3 separate regions of the Zea mays genome follow, and regions 1 and 2 are each linked to region 3. The links are chromatin contacts, called in public Hi-C maps. All regions are on one chromosome and are shown on one strand. Each heading gives the region's core, a stretch centred on a gene start, on an enhancer-like site or on the middle of the called end of the contact. The rest is flanking DNA. Distances are from core to core; before and after follow the strand shown. Region 1 holds the start of LOC100278604. Region 2 has its middle 41 kb from the start of LOC100278604. Region 3 holds the start of LOC100191297.

The links. Hi-C and Micro-C count contacts between places; a contact is called where the count stands out from the background.
Region 1: a contact with region 3 is called in a Hi-C map of tassel, with 2.8 times the contacts expected there. The contact joins the promoter of LOC100278604 here to the promoter of LOC100191297 in region 3. A contact is called at or near these places in 3 of 25 Hi-C or Micro-C datasets (ear, leaf and tassel).
Region 2: a Hi-C map of leaf shows a contact between it and region 3, with 2.8 times the contacts expected there. The contact joins the enhancer-like site here to the promoter of LOC100191297 in region 3. A contact is called at or near these places in 5 of 25 Hi-C or Micro-C datasets (bundle sheath, ear, endosperm and 2 more).

The regions. Positions count from the first base shown.
Region 1 is chr1:224,120,865-224,123,564 of Zm-B73-REFERENCE-NAM-5.0, reverse strand. It overlaps LOC100278604, which reads right to left and starts at 1,433. Exons shown (of 2, transcript NM_001372457.1): 1 at 1,018-1,433; 2 at 315-902. The coding sequence starts at 1,321. The coding sequence ends at 646.
Region 2 is chr1:224,079,811-224,082,510 of Zm-B73-REFERENCE-NAM-5.0, reverse strand. No RefSeq gene overlaps it. Among protein-coding and RNA genes, the nearest start is that of LOC100278604, 41 kb to the left of the region's middle. Within about 2 kb of position 1,405, at least 17 of the 20 cell types and tissues checked have an H3K27ac peak or open chromatin away from gene starts, as enhancers often do. A contact at or near this core is called in bundle sheath, ear, endosperm and 2 more, where this site is marked.
Region 3 is chr1:224,259,019-224,261,718 of Zm-B73-REFERENCE-NAM-5.0, reverse strand. LOC100191297 reads right to left here and starts at 1,382. Exons shown (of 5, transcript NM_001136731.1): 1 at 1,117-1,382. The coding sequence starts at 1,279.

The DNA.
Region 1 (2,700 bases), core at 184-2,683, 140 kb after region 3:
GCTTGCCTCTGCTTCTGCTACTAACAGAGAGCTCTATATTAGTTCTATACACACAGGCAGCGGAAGAGTGGACCTTCGAAATGAGTGTTGTCCACAAGCTTAGATAAATGTAGATAATTACGTTTTTTAGAGAGTATGCACAAGTGGCATGACTGTCCATTTCGTTAAATCCTTGTCAATAAATTACTGGTGATCGGTACGGCTTCTTCTCTGCACTGCAGCCCAAGTGAAGCGACAACACTGACATCTAGTGCTATTGTTCGTGGTTCAATAAATTTGTAATCAAATTCAGAGTTAGATCACAAGCCCACGTATCCGATTTCACAAACCTATTATTTTTGTTTTCATTTTAGATTAAATTGACATCGATGATCGATCACATGAGCAGCCAGCAGCTGAGACGAGATCTCCATAGAATCACCTGTCATACAGCTGAGTCACGGTAACTCACCTCTTGCAAGCCTGTTCTATCCATCGCTACTGTACCATGCCAAGCCATCTCCCTCCCCCACCCAAGTACCCCAATCCAAATGTACAGCACAAACAGCCCAGCTACACTCCTAGCCCAAGCAGGCAGTCCCCTGCTTCTATTCTATACTAGTCCCCCCCTCCTCGAGGTCCAGGTTGCATTGCAGTCGCGTCGCGTCAGCTCGCCGCCTCGGAGATGCTCCGCAGCGACGGCTGCCAGTGCCGCCCTCTGGCTCTACCGCCGGTCCGGTGCTGCCGGTCCGACTTCTCCGGCCGCTTCACTTCCTGGTCGTCGCTGGACCGCCCCTGCCCTTGGCTGCCCGCCGCGGCGGCGTGTCGTCCCGGACCCCGCTGGTCGTCCACCACCACCACCTCGCCGGCCCCGCACCGCCGCATCTTGTCCTCCCTCCTCGCCTGTATCGCCTTCGCCACCTCTGCGCGCACGGCCAGTCGGCCACCATGAGATCGAGGAAGGAAGGAAGGAAACGGAGCCAAGAAACAGATCATCCAATCCAAGAACCAGCCGAGCCGGCGGTATAGAGTACGCACCTTGCGAGGTGATGAGCCGGTAGACCTGCCCCAGAAGCAGCACGTCCCTGGGCTTCAGGAGCTTCACCTTGGTGATCCTGGTGCCGGCGCCGGCGCCGGCGGACACCGCGCCCGCGGAGGGGTCCGGATCCGCGCCCTGCTTGCCGCCGCCCGCCGAGACGCGGAGCACCACGAGCGCCACGTAGTGCCCGGGGTTGCCGCGCATGACCTCCGCTGCGGTGGCCGCCCCGTACAGCCGCTCCACCTTGCCGCCGGGGTGCTGGATCACCACGGCCTCCGCCTCCGCCGCCTGGCAGTTGCCCATCGATCGGCACAGGCACGCGTGGCTCAGCGCCACGAGCCAAGTAGGGACTGATGTGGCTTGCTTGCTGAACTGGCGGCGCCGCTTGCGCTGGGGTTCCGAATTCAGCTCCGGGGAGCACCGGGTGGCCCGGTGGGGGGGCTTATATGGCCCCCGGCCCCAGGGTGTGCTGTGCGCGGAAGGAGACAGGACGGAGCTGAGCCGCGACACAGACCGGGCGATTAGCACGTTGGTTAGTGATTAACTAATCCGCATTTGGACGTCACGTAATTGTTGGCATCTAGGTGATTAGTGGAAGGGGTCAACGTGTTCGGCGGGCTTGTTAGGACGGTCTGCAAAATGGCACCCGGACGTGTAGCACTGACAGGCCTGGCTAGTAGATAGACTTGCCGTTTTGTCCTTTTCACAGGGCCGTGACATGGACATTGGACGCACCACATGTCATGCATTCAGTGGATATTTGATATTAGGTAAAGCAACGTATGATATGCAAATCAATTTTTATACTGTAAACCAATTAACAAAAATTACAAAAAAAAATCTCAAATAAATCACAGATGTATTTCATTACCTATTCTACCATTGTGTAAAATTTCAAGTTCAAATTATTTGTTAAAAGATAAAAAAATAAAATCCTTTGATAAAAAGTGAAAATTATCTCAAATTTTTCTCTTTTTCGAATCTTTTAATATCTGATGAATTTGAATTTAAAATTTTATAGAGTGGTAGAGTGGGCAAAAAAGTACATCTATAATTTTTTAAGAATTTTTTTGACTATTGTTAGTTAGTTTGTATGGTGTTCACACCTCATCCGTTGCCACTAGGTACGACAGTGATTTTTTTTTGCAATTTGATGCCGGATTTTTTTCCATGTTTTTTTATAAAAATTAACTGATTTATATATGATTTCTCTAAAATTTCTATATTCCAAAGGTGCCTTGCTCTCGTCGTGTCATGTCCGTTTTCCTAAAATAAATATGTTGTCCATCTTAAATTTTTTCTAAACAATAATATTCATGATCCTAAATAATAATTATTCTTAAATTCTTTATTTATTAAATATTAAATATATTTATAGTATATCTATTCAATGTTATATTTTTTTGTAATTTTATCTAGAATTTTGATCAAACTCAAAACAACATCTTCCTTGATATTATAGTGTGTCATCCTCTATTTGAATATGAATCCTAGGTGGAGTTTGAACTTTGAAACCTTTACCCACTTGATCAACGATCTATCTCCACAACATCCTAACACTCCTACCGGTATGGGGAGGTCTTCTTTGGATAGCCTTTCTATCGTACATTGTAGTTGGGAGAATTTTTTGGTCGTCTCTGTTCCCTCACTCCACAACCTCTATTTTCATACCCATATCCTCC
Region 2 (2,700 bases), core at 156-2,655, 180 kb after region 3:
TCTTTTTATGTCACTAAACCTTGAATTTACATCGCGCATTCCGAAATTTATGACACCTTCATGACAAAAATTACACTGTCACCTATATCATGTGTGTTATTACATGTTCTATGACATTTTGTCATGTATCATTCATCATAAGTTTGTCTTGCCAAAAATAATACGTCATAAAAGAACTACCAATGCCAAAAAAAAAACTTTATTATGATAGGACATTCATCACAAAAGGGCACACATGTTGTAGTGAAACGGTGTGTGTAATAGATATCGGTTTGTCGTAGAAGCTATGGAAGAGTTCGCAATCACATAGGCTGCTTGATAGGGGAATGAAGAGAAGTTGGCCATGAGTATCGAAGCCAAATAATTCCAAAATCACATGCCATTGGTTATCTAAGCCGCTAATTGCCCTTAAAAAAAGCAGCTAATTGACATGACACCGTGCAACTCGGTAGCCGACATCCACTTGGACTTCCTCCTTAGATGCGATTTGTAGTTCCATTGGTGTAAAGTAATAATTAAGCATCTAAAAAGCTAAAAGGTGATATTTTTTGTGAAACTTAGTGGAATACAATGTCCGTAAAATTAGTAGTAAAGTATATATAAATAGGTTGTTGCGACGAAGGATCTATTTATTAGTCATTTGAAAGGTGAAAACTGGAGTGAAACTCAAATGTGTGTATACTAGTACAATGATCATGGGTTGCGTCTGCGATGGTATATCAGTTATTGTATAATACAATAATTATACGGCACCCGACGGTCTAGTGGCAAACCAGTGTGATGGATCATCTGCATAAAAATAAATTTAAAATTAAAGTGGATACTCTATAAAAAAATAAATTTAAAATTAAAGTAGACATATGACCGGCATATTAGATCTAGTCTACACATTTCATATGTGACGTAGTGCACACAATACACGAAACTCGTGCTTTAAAAGAGCAGAGATATATAACATGCTTTTCCTTTGGTCCATCTTTTATGCTTTCTTTTTTTTGCTTGGGGTTTGTCACAAGAACTTCCACATTCGTAGTTGAAATTAACTATATGATATGATCCTTTCTTTTTCAATAACACATTATACACGACACGAGGTCTACTTGCAATCGTCTTCCCTTTACGTGTGGAAATTAACAGGTTTTTCCAACGGCACATTTCGTGGCTACACCGAAAGATCGTGATCAAAAGAATACAATCCACCTATTTATATTCTCCTTATTCCACTTTTTCGTGAAAAAAGAAATCTATAGCCCGGCTATGGAGTATAGGCTATTTCGACAAGGTAGCAAGATTCCAATGCAGCGACGACGCGCCAAACGTGTCTGTCTGACACACGTGATGACGTGGGCCGTGTCAGCGTACGCCGGTCCCCGCAGGCCCATGTGTCGACTCATGGGCGTCCGTGCATATTTCATTTTCCACGAACCAAGATGCTAGTAGTATATGTATACGGAGTGACGGGCTACGAGTAACTGTACGGACGTTCACGCTTGTAGCAGTGACACGATAGCGGTCAGCACTCTGCAGGGCCGCAGCCTGGAGAGTTGACTTGTAGTATGGATGGATTTGAATGTGATGTGATAAGTCGATGCGAGCCGTCCAATCGATGCAGGCATGGCCAGAACTGCGGAAAGGCTACCGTTTTCCTTTACGTAGAGAACTAGAGATTAGCTAAATTTACTTATTTAGCTGCTCTCTGAAATAGATTTTACAAAGATTTGTAGACTAATCTAACATATCTATAAATTAGAATTTTGTATGGTATATGTGAACTAGACTATCTAAAGAGAGCAAAGAAGTAGAGATGTAGAGCTACTAAACTAGAAGAGCTATTTTACAATGTCTATTGGAAATGCTTTTATTCTAATAATAGCTAAATTTACTTTTACAACACGATCTTGCTAGTCTCTTGGAGTTGCTATTAGGATGGCTCACTATTACCCACGGGTTACATATGCGAGCAGATATCGATTTATTCAGCTTCAATGCCAATTGGATCGGCAAATCAGTCGATGGGTCTGACAATCGTCTGGTCTGATTCGTTACGATCATGTTGAAGTTGAATTGGTCGATATCAATTGATACATTGGATGGTCCAATTGATACTGATATGAATTGATCTGTGTCGATCGTCTTTAGCTACATATCAAGTTCTGATTGGTCCACATCGTTTTAACCATCTAAAATCCAAAAAACTTGAAAAAATATCCAAAATTTTAAATGAAACCATAAAATTCAGCTTACAAATGAAAGAGGGATGTTTGGGTTCATTCATTCACACCCTCACTCTTCATTCGCTCTTAACATTTCTTATTTCGCTCCTCTTACTCTCTTTTCAATCCACTAAACAACTCTCGTTGTGTCTTTCCTAGGCTCTGACATTGAGATGACCGAATACGAGATACTCAATATGATGCAAGAAACTATGATGGATGCGGCAATGAAGCTTCCTACAGGCCTTCAACAGGAGAGAGAGAGAGGTGAAGGATGCAGCAACGAAGCTATATCGACTGACATCATGAAGTTGCCCATAACCGGCTGATGCAATACTACTTCAATGACCAGTGCATCTATCCTTTGCTTTACTTCCGTTGATGGTATTGGATGCAGAAAAGTATCTTTCTTCAAATCTTGGAGGTGTTTGGTAAAAATTGCTGCTATTTCACTCTTAAAGTTGACGCACTCAATCGTAACGATTTC
Region 3 (2,700 bases), core at 133-2,632:
TGTCTGGTGCAAAATCAGCAGCAGCAGATGGTTCAAACTAAGGCGAACAGAAAAATTATCTGCACTGTGCGAGGAAACACACTGTGGGAAGGAAGAGACACATCGGGAAGGAGATGGGACAAGGGAAAGAATGCACATTTTTTGTGATTTTGTTGCCTTATGTGGGGAATCAACAAACAATAGTTAGCACTATGGTCATCGAACCACCAGCCATATTGGAGAACACGCATACTTCTGTTCAGTCACACAGTACGGGTGCCCTAGTACTTGATGGAGGAACAATGTTATCCCGTAAAAAATAACAGTACCAAAATCATAATATAGAGATAGATTTCCAGTAACCAAAGGATACAATCAAATGCCTTCTTACAATTTGAAAGGAGACCAAAGACAACAAAAACTAAACAAAAAGTCACGCGAAATTGCTAGTCAGACTAGTGCATACCGAAAACCATAAGATATTTACTGCATAGATAGGTAGCGCCAACAGCCATTAAACTAACAAATTAGGGGAAACTCGATGAATTGTACATTTTGAGCGGAAAAACAATCAACAAATTGCCATACAATCGAACACCATATGAAATTCCCTGCAAGGATAGATAACGCAAACAGCCACAGAACTAACAAAATAAGATAAACACGATGAATCATATGTTTCAAGCGAAAAAAACAACAACAAGAAAGTACCACGCAGTCCAGCTAGACTGACACTGGTCCTACACGTAAGATGAGCTCCAACAAGCTCATTAGATCCATTCAATCCAGAGGTTTCATAAGACCAATCCACCTCACAAGTTTTCCACGGTCTCTACCTCGCATTTCTTCCATCCGCATCCCCTACGGCCCTACACCTCGATTCGGTTGCTCTACTTCCTCTCCCCTAACCACCCTCGCGAGAGGTGGGGCACGTCTGACGGCACGCAATCACCGATCGCTCTCTATGAAGCTAGAGGCCACCGGAGACAGTACGCTTTGGGGGCGTGGATACCCTACGCCAGGTGCTCAACTAAACGCCCTCCTATGCCCTATCTCGCAAGGCGCCGCCCGCAAACCACCGCAGATACACAGGAGACAACGGGAGAGAGAACCGAAGTCCAAAGCGAGGGCGCTCACCGGGGATGGCTGAAGGCGGCCCGATGGCGGCTGCGGTCGCGGTGGCCTCCAGCTCGGAGGTGGCTGCGGTCGCGGTGGCCTCCATCTCGGAGGTGGCTGCGGTCACTGTGGTCCCGACCTCGGTGGTGGCCGTGGTTGCGGTCGCGGTCACGGTCCCCGCCATCTCGCTGGTGGTTGGACTTGGGCAACAGTGGAACGGGAGGGGATTAACCCTCTTCGACTTTGAGACCTCGGATTGTATGATTTGAAAGCAAACCGTTGTGTCTGTCTTCGGTTTCATCTAGTCCTGGCGTCGCCATTCGCACAATCGCACTCACACTTATAGGTGTACATTTGGGCCGGGCCTGATGGGCTGGCCCGAAGCACGGTAAAAAAAGCACAGCCCAGGCACGACACGACACGAAATATTTTAGTGTCGGGCCGGCACGGCCCGATATATCGGGCTGGGTTTGGGCCGAGGTCACGGCCCATGGGCGGGCACGAGCACGGCCCGTTTAAGGCAGGCACGAAATGGCCCATATAGAGGCACGAAAAGGCCCATATATTTATTAAAATCACACTTCATTCCACACTTTCATTTACATGATAAAGAACACAAAGCTATAGATAATGTTAATTAGATGTTTTTTGTAGCTTTGAATTAGATTATGTGATGTAATTTTATTTTTGTTATGAATATTATATAATAAAATGAACTTATGAACTTTATTTAGAGCTGATTATACTCTTTTTCTTTCTAACAAAATGATTTGTAAACGAGGTAGTCATTGCATAGCTCTAATAACTTAATACAAATATTAAGTTTGCTTTTGGTCAAATTTATTCGTCTTATCTTTTATTTGTTTTATTAAATTTGTTTTGAATTTCGGGCCCTGATGTGAATTTCGGGCCAAAAACTGCATTTCGGGCCAAAAATTGAATTTCGGGCCCTAATGTGAATTTCGGGCTTTTATAATTTTGGGCCGCCCGAAATGAGCCCGGCACGTTTAAGCAATTACGGGCCGGGCCGTGGGCCGAGGGCTAGGCCCATGGGCCGGCCCGGCACGATCCGAAATTCAAACGGGCCGGGCCGTCCCGAAATTCAAACAATACGGGCCTTTTCGGGCTTGGGCCGGGCCGGGCCGGGCGGCCCGAATGTACACCTATACTCACACTCCTTCGCAAAGTCTAGCTACAGGTCGGACTAGAGATGGCAATGATACCCTAAACTTGAATACCTGATAGGTTTACCCGATATAAAAGTAGGTATGAGATGATTTCTCTACACATGTATATGTTAATGGGTAAAAGCCTCTATCCGTTGGGTAGATGTCACAACCGAATTTAAAGGATAAAGTCGGGTGTGTCTTATATGTGTGCCAAAGAAGAACAACACAAATAATGACCAATTGTATAGAGATAAATGTCACAAATATTATTATATAGCGGAAGTGCCTTACAAAAATGAATGATAACAATAAAGCGAACTAATAATTATTCATTGGCGCCATAAAGCTGACTGTGAGACACCACCTAAATAAGCTCGCACTCTTCATTGTAGACCTCCAACTGGACTATCTGTTCTTCATCTGTGGGGGTTTACAT